Linked DNA regions of Anas platyrhynchos: region 1 is linked to region 2. A link is a contact called in public Hi-C data. All regions are on one chromosome and are shown on one strand. Each heading gives the region's core, a stretch centred on a gene start, on an enhancer-like site or on the middle of the called end of the contact. The rest is flanking DNA. Distances are from core to core; before and after follow the strand shown.

Region 1 (4,950 bases), core at 2,273-4,772, 280 kb before region 2:
TGAGGCACCGTAGCTGTGCCTGGGGAAGCCTGCGTGGCTGGGCGCTGCCTGGAAGGACATTGGGGTGTCCAGGGCTGCTCTGTGCCACGAGGAACTGTGGCTTTTTTGATGGGTTTGTGCTGTGACCGTGTTTCACTGCAGCATCCTCTAAGTCCCTGGGCGAAGCATTCACCAAGCCCTGGCAGTACAAAGCCCAGCACAGGATCCTAGCGGGGTGTCCCCTTGCTAAACCTAAAAAATTAGGTTCACCTCCTGCCTGATCTCCGTCCTGCTGGGCATCTCAGCCCTTTGGCTGGCAGTGGGACATGTGGGCTTGCTCCCCCCTGCAGGCTGTGGGGCTGGGAGGTGGGAAAACACCGAAACAAACCCCAGGACAGCAGAGAACTGAAACCCTGCAAGGCCGTGCGAGCCAGGCTTGGTGTCAGGCTGCTGCAGGACGTGCAGCAGTGTCCTGGAGCTGGAGAACAGCGAGGACAAAGCCGGGTCCCCGACACTGCCCTGCCTGCTCCCAACACCGTGTGGCCCCTGGGTTCTGCGAGCTCCCGCGCCTCATCGTTTCCATGTGTGCTGAAGTCGCCTGGAGCTTTCAGTTCTGATGACTAACTTCTTTTTCTTCATGGGAAGGAGCCAGCTGACAGCTCCTCAGCCCCAACCCTTCTTTTTTTTTTTTTTTTTTTATGGCCTTTTAACCACACCAGCTCTGCCTTTTCCTGTAATTCGCAGGCCACAGTGTCTTTCCCTTGAATCAGGAGATTTTTCCTGCTGATTTGGAGCACGTTGAGAGTGAGCCTGTTCCTGCTCACGGACTTGCCACATCTTCTTTTGGAAAGGAGGAAAGGCCTCCTTAGTTTAGTTTCAACATCTGTCGGCTTGCTGAGTTTTAGGACCCGATATTCGGGCTTATTTGGGGAGAGGGGAGGAGCAGCGTTTGGGGAGGCCCCTCACCAAAAAAAGCTTTTGAAAGTAAAGGAGCCGGAGTGGCACAGGCTGAGGGGAAAGGGATCAGGGAAACAGCAGAAATAACAATAATCCTGAGAGGCAGAAGGGGATTGCAGTAGTGGGGACAGAGTGGGGATTTGGGGATTTCCCCCTGTGCAAGGGAAGCACTGCCCAGCACAAAGGGGTTTCGTGGTATAACTCGTTTGGGATCATTTTAACAGAAATGGACTGAGGTGGATGCTGGGTCCCACTCCCTGATCCCAAAATGAAGTTTCCAGGTGAACAACTCTGTGCTGGCTTTGTCGGAGCAAAAGCAAAGCTCCCGGCAAGCCCCAGCCCGCGGGGCTCTGTGCCGGTGGCAGTGGTGGCAGCGCAGCCCTGCTCCAAGTGGCACGAGGATGCTTGACGAGCCTTTGAGGAGCCCTTCTGGGGGATCTTCACCACTCTTATCTGCCTGGCAGCAATGCAGGACTGGTGGGAAACTGCAAAGGTTTGCTGCACCCAGGCTAGTGCTGCATTTTTAACCCTTTCCCCGCGTTCTGCGACTCTGGAAGGCAAACCGTGTCAGCCTCAGAAACCCCTCCTGCCTTTGGGCTGGTGTTCGCCAGGCAGTGCTTCTCCTCCTCTCCTTCCCCAGTTTTTCTCTGCCTCCCGTCTCTTCCTGTCTGGCCCTTTTTTCACTCTCCCTGCCTTCTGCCTTTTAGTTCTTGTCTGTTTCTTCCTCTTCCTATAAACGTACATCTCACGCGATCCTGCTGCGCTCTGCCTGTTGGCAACCGAAAGGAGACCTCCTGCTCCTTTCTGTTTGCTTGCTTGCATTTCTTCTCCGCTTCTATTTCTGTTTTATTTTTGTTTAACGCCATCAATTGTCATGGCACTCAGGTAATTCATTGCTCCTGACATCGCCAGAGTTCATCGGTGCTGACCTCAGTATCAGCCTTGCGACGTCAGAGCGCCAATAAAACCATGCAGAAGCGTTTTTTTTCAAGACACATCAGCATTTATTAAACCATCGGATTGCAGTATTACCTGACGCTTCCCAGAAATGTGACACGCTATAGGAAGATTGTAAAAATCCACCGTATGTGCCCAGCTTGGTGTCACTGAAGGCTGGCACAGTGGTTTCTTTCACAACGGCCCTTGCTCAATAACAGACTTTCTGAGCTTGCCATGGATGAGACCATGACATAAAGAAATGGTAAAAGATGCAAAGGGAAAGGCTGGCAACGGGAGATGCAGAACTGCAGGGGAAGTGGAAGGAACCACGCCGATAAGTGGATGGTCAGTGGGCTGGGCCAGCTGCGTTTGTTCTGCGAAGACTGCAGGCTTTTTTTGCTTGAAAATGTCAAGGGTTTGGGGCTGTTTGAAGCCGAAGCACTCTGCAGATGAAACGCACGTGGGGAGTTAGTGCAGCCAGATTAAAGAGAAGCACTTCACCCTGCCTTCCCTCTGCCGAGCAGTCCTTACGGCCTTAGGATGGAAACAGCCTGACCTATTTCTGCTAGCTTTAATTAGCAAGGTGGGAAAAGAGAACTGCCCCGGCCTTCTCTTCCCAGGCAGATGAACAACATGGCACAGGGTGAAGCCAGGGCTGGGGCCCCACACACGGCCAGGGGACGACACCAAGGGCCTGGCTGTGGGACGGGGCCGCGTGGCTGTGTCCCAGGGGTGTTTTGTGGTGTGGGGATAACGAGCTACCTGTGCTCAATCCATCAGGGTGCAGAAGGGGCAATGGAGCATTCCTGTCCCTGGCTGTCCTGCTGAAGTGTCAGCCCCAGCACTCCCCTCCCTGAGCACCCACAGTGCCACCTCAGCCACAGCACTCCCTGGGGTCCCATTCTTCTCTTTTACCTCACAGCTCCCACCCCACAACCAAAAAAAACCCAAATCCCCACAACCCATCCCCTACTGCCCCCGGGGCTCCTCACATCCCGGGGTCTCCACACCCCCCAGCTTCCCATCTCTCTCTTTTACCTCCCAGCTCCCACCCCACACCCAAAAACCCCCCGAACCCCCCCCCAAATCCCCACAGCCCCCCCACCCCGGGGTCTCTGCACCCCCCAGCTTCCCATCCCTGTCTTTTACCTCACAACTCCCACCCCACACCCCAAAAAAACCCCAAAACCCCCCCAAATCCCCACAACCCAACCCTTGCTGCACCCGGAGCTCCTTGTATCTCGGGGCTGCTCACCCTCTAGGTTCCCATTCCTCCCTTTTACCTCACAACTCCCACCCCACACCCCAAAAACCCCCCAAATCCCCACAGCCCACCCCTTGCTGCCCCTACAGCTCCTCACCCCCGGGTTCTCCGCACCCCCCGGGGTCCCATCCTTCTCTTTTACCTCACAGCTCCCACCCCACACCCAAAACCCCCCAAATCCCCACTACCCATTCCTTGGTGCCCCCACAGCCCCCACCCCGGGGGTCTCCGCTCCCCCCTTTCCCTCCCCCATCCCCTCAGCGGGAGGGGGGGGGCTGGCTGCGGGCGTCCCCCCTCCACCCCGGGCGGAGCCAGCGGCCGCGGGGCCGCACACGGCGCCTGTGCCGAGGGGCAGGACCGGGGCCGGGAGGGGAGGGGATGATGGAGGGGAGGCGGGCGCCCCCTTCCCTCCGCTTCCCGTCCCTTCCCCTTCCCCCCATGGCGGCGCTGGGCGACTCGGCGCGGCTGGCGGCGGCGGCGGTGGCCGAGGAGGAGGAGGAGGAGGAGGCGGTGGAGGCTGTGGTGGCGGAGGGGCTGTGAGGAGAGCCGCCCCCCCCCCCACCACCACCACGCTCGGCTCCGGGGTCGCTTGGAGCCGGGCTGTGGGGGCATGGCGGGCCGCGGCCGCCGCGCCTGGCTCAGCGTCCTCTTGGGGCTGGTGCTGGGCTTCGTGCTCGCCTCTCGGCTCGTCCTGCCCCGAGCCTCCGAGCTGGCTGCGGCGGCTCGGCCCCGCCGTGCCCGCCCGCTGGGCTGCCGCCCGCCGCCCCCTCCCCTCGCCGCTGCCGCCGCCGCCGCCGTCGCTGCCGCCTCCCAGCCTCGCCGCCCCGGCCCGCAGGCTCGGAGCTTTCTCTTCGTGGGGGTGATGACGGCGCAGAAGTACCTGAGGAGCCGCGCCGTGGCTGCCCACCGGTGAGGAGAGGGGACGAAGTGGGGGAGGTTTTGGGAAAAGGGGCTCCCCCCCCCCCCCCACCGCCATCACCACCTTGGGATGGGGCGCACTGAGGATGGATGGACGGACAGGCGTGTTGTTGAGGGGTGGCTCCGTTTTTGGTCTCGGGGGACCGTGGTGGTGGTCGCTGAGGGGTTTGGGGATGGCCAAACCCTCGCCTCGCTGTGCCCGGCACGGGCAAAGAGCTGCCGCCCTCCCCTTCCCAAATGGGGAGCTGTGGAAGCGCACACAAGGCCGGCTGCCCTTCCCAAAAAGACCTATTGCTTCTTCCCTCCCGAAGGCAGCAATCTCCCATTCCGAAACCAGCCACAATAATACATAACAGGCTCAAAAATAAAAGTTTGGGGGCTGCCGGATAGGGAGCTGGATAAAAAATCCCCCCACAACCCCGCGTCCAGGCGAGGAGATGGAGCCCCAGCAAACTGCGCCTGGGAACAAAGGGGGAAGCCGCTCGCTGCCTCCGCTCGCAGCTGTGCCAGGTGGAGCCGGCTCAGGAACCCTCTCCTGGTGGCCGTGCTGGGGTTAGGGAATGATTTGTGCCCTGGACGGTGTGCCTCAGACCCCGGTGATGGAGGTGATGGTGTAGGGACGGGGCTTCAGCCCTCAGCCTCAGCGCCTGGCGTGCCGGAGACGTGGCCCTGCCGAAATAACGCCCCTCGCTCCGGGAGGCCGGAGGAGTTGGGAGCTGAAAATGTCAGCCCGGCTCCGAGCAGGCCACAGGGGCTGCGGGGTGGGTCTTGGCCTCCTAAAACATCCCCTCGGTGCCTGTGCTGGAGGAAAGGTTTCTCCATCGCCTCCCTGCCCCGCTGGGCAACGCGTGGCCCCGCTGGCCGGGCAGGGCGCGATGGACGGGGGCTGTCTC
Region 2 (5,205 bases), core at 2,683-5,182:
AGAAGCCTTCACACTTCCTAAGTGGTCATTAAGAGTTACAGGGTTCTCATGAGGGCATCAATAATGCCTTCTTGTAGCTGGGACACGTTCAGCTGAACCAAGAGAGCTGATCTAAAAGTGCTCCATCGACTTCAGGTGGTTATGGTACCACGTGGTGCTGTTAGACACTAACAAGCAGCTGCTGGGCTGGAACATTCTGCAAGTGACTGAAATTGAAGTTTAGAGGTGTCATTTTACCAATTATTATCCGTTTCACGGAGAGGCTGAGGTCTGGCTTTTGGGCCTGGTGGAGAACTAGTGAAATCAGCCAGCTCAAGTAACTTGGGTCTGCAAACAGGAGAGCAACAGAGGAGACATCACCTTCAGAAAGCACTGGCAATGTGTCAGCTTTAACCATCCTGAGGATTCCCTCCCGATACATTGGCAACCTTAACCACAAGCAGAACCCCGTGAAGAAAATGCTGTGACTCCCCCCAAACCAAGGAGCCCACTGTCAGTGCCGAAGCAAGGCCTTGCAGAGCTTTTTCAGTAGGGAATGCTGCATCAGATTCACACAGCTGTAACTCTCCTCCCTCAAATCTGCACTGACCAACTGCAGGAGCTCGTGGCCTGCAGCATGCTTTGCAACCCTCCTGTACCAGCATAAAACACAATCCCTCTTCTAACTTTTAACAAGTTTCAAACAGTACCAGTGAAATGAAAAGTTAGCCTTAAACTCAGTAACAATTCATAGCAAGTGTTAATGCCTAAGACTTAAAAATTTTAACATGATTTGCTGTCATTAAAGTATCCAAACACCAACTTTACATGAAATGACAAAAGCAGGAGGAAAAAAATAACTAGTTCAAACCTCACCAAAGCTATCACTCAGTCCTAATAAGACAGCTGATGAGCAGAGTTTGCTTCATTCAAGTCTCTGCATTTCTTTTTAATACGGCCTAAAAGAATCAAACTGGACAGGATTCTCTGGATGACTTCAGCAGATAAAGCAACTGTATTTTACTGCAATGGTATCATTCTGGAAGGAAATGCTGGAACAACTGAAAACAGCCTCTCAGTCTACCCATTTCCTTTAAGGGTAGAGAATTCACATTAAGGAAAACCAAAAACAAAGTAGATATATAGCCTGAAGATAATTAAAAAACAAACAAACAGCACACTGGATGCGTGTTTCTAAGGGGACAGCTATACTTGCAACGTGCTGCATTCCTTCCAGAGCTTGAGAGGAGGGCTTCAGCACACCATTTATCTCCGTATCTTGTTTTGACCGCGTGTAAATTTCTGCCAGCAGCTAATTCCCCGATTCCTGTGAATCCAGTTCCAGCCTCTACATCTGGATCACACTTCACTGCATCGGCATTCCACATTAGGAAGGAGCTTCACAAATCACAGACACAGTCCCCAAAGATCTCATGGCTTATCAGCACCAAGATGTTCTGCTGGAGAAGCGATGTTAACGCAAGGCCCACGTTAGACCCACGGGATGGGCTGCAAAGAGGTTGTTAGGACAATGCAACTTTACAAAGCAGGTGTGCCATAACTGCACTGCAAAGTTCGTATTAATGCGCATCTGTCCCACCAATTAGCATAAAAGCCCCTCCTGCAATCACACGGGGCACGTCCACGTGTCCCAGCAATATGTATATGACTTTGCAGCATTCTAGCGAAATGACACAGATAATTTCTTTACTACTTTCAGCAAATATCTCAGAACTTGTGGTACTGAGGAATTTTCTATTTAATCTGCTAACAGCTACTCCTCAACACACGATGAGGACACACACACCAGAACACAGATCCACCCCTGACCAAAGCCACAGGTACGGCTTTTTCCCCCTGCAACTAACGCTGAGAAATAATTTATTGCTGACAGCGCAAAAACGTTCTGGTGCAGTCAACGACGTCTCTGACAACACGACAAAGACCGGTGGGACCACACTGAGGATATTTGCCAAAACAACACAACCTCATCTACTTTTGAAACAGATTAGGATGGAGTCAATACAGACTTGGCATTAAAGGAACAGGCAGAAACGCCATTATTTGGAGCACAGCAACAGCAGGACACAGAAAAAGGCTGACTGCTATCAACAAGCCCCCCCCAACGCTCTTTCCTTCTAGAGCTCATCTCTTTATCTCCTTGCCATGTAAAACAAGCACTTCTCCCTAGGAACTGTTCTCGCTCTGAACCCCAACCGTCCTCCTCTTACCAGCAGGGCTCAGTTTTTGATGACTCCTTTCATTTTTTTTTTCCTTCAGCATCTAACAGCATTATCTTCTCCTGTGATCTCAGCCCACAAGGTACTCGTAAACAAACGCCATCCAATTAAACGCGCGGCGATTTTCGCAACTCAGTTAAAATACAAAAAAAAAAAAAAGCCTGACCCACGCAAAACTTCGGTACAACTGAACCAACCAAATGCAATTACCATGACCTGCTCCAGTAACGATTTTAGAATCAGAGCAGAAACAAGTCAGGTAAGTTAGTGAACAGACTGAAAGAGCCAACCCTTTTCGCTACCCAGAGCGAAATCGTTTAAAAATGACGCTCCTGAGATGAAGAGACCCAAAAAACGTTAAGCAGCAGCTCAAGATCAAAATATCATTTGCAGGTTAAATTTAGAAAATGACAAACTTACAAAAAGAAAAGAGGAAGAGTGCTTCAAACGGGCCTCGGAGCTTTCAAACTTCTGAAGCTCAATAGCAAGCAGGTTTTGAGAGAACAAAGGCATTTAATGCTACCTATTCAGATCCGTGGAAAAACACTTACAACGAGAGGCCCCAAACCCAGGCAAACCGTGCGTCTCGGACGATTCTGAGAAGTCTACATGAATTATCACCTTTCTGGGGATTTTTTGCGCGCCGTTTTCTCTCTTCTGTCTTATTTTGCTCTTTGGAGTCACGATTCTTATTTCTCCTTTAAGGCAGCTTAAACCTAAAAAAGAAATAAATAAAAGCCGACCTGAGCCAGGCAATGACAGGAGAGAGACCGAGACCAAGGCGACACCAGGTTGAAACAGGAAGAGCCTGCGAGGATTAGGAAGGAACGGGTGTGTTACCGGGGTCGGGACGGCAGCTTGGGGAGAAGGAAGGGCACTGAGTGGGGACACCGGGTGGGGGGGGGGGTGCAGGACCCTAAGTGCCCGGCAAGGTCTGAGGCAGGAAGATGCTGGTGGAGAGGGTCTGAGGGGGGTGGTGTATCTGGGAGGGGGGTGTTTGGGAAGGGAGGTTGTGGGGAAGGAGAGGGGGGGTCTGGTTAAGGGATGTTGGGAAGGGGGGGTCCCCGGTAAGGGGGGTGCTTGGGAAGGGGGGAGTCCCTGGGAAAGGGGGGGTCCCCGGGAAAGAACGGGTATTTGGGGGGGGGGAGCGATCCGGGAATGGGGTCCCTGAGAGGGGGGGGGGTCTGGGAAAAGGGGTATCCGGGGGATCCTGGAGGGGGGGACCCCCAATAAGGGGGGGTCCCCATGAAAGGGGAGATCGGGGACAGGGTATCTCCGGGCAGAGCGGTTCCGGGAAGACGGTCCCGGGGACAAGAGGGGGGGGGTCCTCAGGAACTGGGGGGGGTTCCCAGCACCCTGCCCCCTCCCCCCATAACCACAGGGCCCTGACGGCGCTGCCCAGCCCCCCCGGGGGCTCAGCGGAGCAGCACAGGCCCCGCCGCCCCCCCCTTCCCTGAGGCAGCGGCGCCCCCACACGGCCCGGGGGAGGCCGAAAAGGCCCGGGCCGAGGCTGAGGCGAGGGGGGGGGAAGAAGAAGAGGCAAGAAGGGGGGCGGCCGGGACGCCGCCCGCGGCCGTTACCTGCCTGCCGCCGCCGAGGCGGGCACCCGGCGAGCTCCGTGAGGCGGCGGCGCTGAGGGGAGAGGGGGGAGGAGAGGGGAGGGGGGAGGGGGAGGGGGGGGGAGCGGCGGGGCCGGGGGGAGGCGGCGGGGCCGGGGCCGGGGCCGGCCGCGGGCGGGGGCCGAGCGGAGCGGGGCCACTGCGCGCCGGGGTCAGCGGGCTGGGACTGACCCCCGGCTCCGCCAATCAGAAGGCGCCGCGCTGGGCCCGCCCCCGCCCGCCGCGTTTGATTGGTTGGCGGGCTGACGGAGGCTCCGCCCCCTTTTTTCCCCCCCTCTCCCTCCTCCTCCGCTGCCCTCCCCTTGCCGTAAAGGAGGGAGGGAGGGGGGGGAGGGGGGAGGGCTTTGCGACAAGAGCAAGGGGGGCGGCCGCGGACGTTCGCGCGGTTTGGGTGAGGAGGTTTGGGCCTTGCCGCGACCCGTCCGGGTGTTTGGGGAGGGGGGGGTGAGTCGCGGTGGTTACCTGGCAACGGTTGCCTAGCAGCGGGGAGGGGCGGGGCGGGAACCCCCGTGCGCGGGGCGGCCTGGGGGTGACTAAGCGGGGCCGCGGGCTGCCGGGAGGGGGGGGGGGAGGGAGAGGAGAGAGGGGGCGGGGCTTGGGGGTGGGCGGGGCTTAGGGGGGGCGGGGCTTGGTGAGGGGCTGAGGCGGGCGGGGGCTGGGGGCTGAGGGCTGAGGGCTGAGGGCTGAGGGAAGGGGGGGGGGGGGGGGGGCAGCAGCCGTTGGCGGCCTCTGTGAGGAAATTTTATTATTTAGAGGGGTTTGTGGTGGTCCAGCTGAAGTCATGAAAGTAATAGATAGCAAAGTGGTTTTTTCTCTATAGCTTTCCTGTCTGTCGCCTGATTTGTCTATACAGGAGGTCTTTAGAAGCACTTCCTGATGTTTATGCAAGAGACTGGCACTGTGGGGCCTTATCGTAATTAGTTTTTAGATGCTGTCTAAATAACGAATAAATAATACAAGTAAGGGTTGGAATTTGTCGTTTTTTTATGGCTACGATAGCTCTGTGCTCGTCAGCGTTGAGCTCTCCACCGTGCTTTCTGTCAGAACCAAATCTAGGCACTCTCTGACGTTTTCTCCCATCTTCAGGTGTTTTTGTAAAGAGCTCCGCAAATTAATGGTTTTCATATTGATGTCACGGTAGGATCAAGGAGAGCACAGCCAATATCATGTGGCGAAGGTAAAATTTCACAGCGCACGTCCCAGCAAAGTTCCAAGTCCCTCTCGCCTTTAACAGCCTTGCAGTATTTTATGAATTTGTGCACGAAAGATCTGTTCATTTACCATGAAGGGTGATAATTTGGGTTGATTTTGGACGCAGAAGTAAATGTGTTGAGATAATTTTACTTTATTAGATGTTCGTTTAGGAA

The links. A called contact is a pair of places that touch in the nucleus more often than the background predicts.
Region 1: a Hi-C map of subcutaneous adipose tissue shows a contact between it and region 2, with 2.9 times the contacts expected there. The contact joins the promoter of CHSY1 here to the promoter of ASB7 in region 2. A contact is called at or near these places in 3 of 8 Hi-C or Micro-C datasets (liver, skeletal muscle and subcutaneous adipose tissue).

Annotation. Positions count from the first base shown.
Region 1 is chr11:22,057,042-22,061,991 of IASCAAS_PekinDuck_T2T, reverse strand. It overlaps CHSY1 (chondroitin sulfate synthase 1), which reads left to right and starts at 3,522. Exons shown (of 3, transcript XM_038184984.2): 1 at 3,522-4,048. The coding sequence starts at 3,750.
Region 2 is chr11:21,777,594-21,782,798 of IASCAAS_PekinDuck_T2T, reverse strand. ASB7 (ankyrin repeat and SOCS box containing 7) reads right to left here and starts at 3,932. Exons shown (of 6, transcript XM_027465765.3): 1 at 3,800-3,932; 2 at 2,771-2,935. LINS1 (lines homolog 1) reads left to right here and starts at 4,070. Exons shown (of 10, transcript XM_038184955.2): 1 at 4,070-4,229.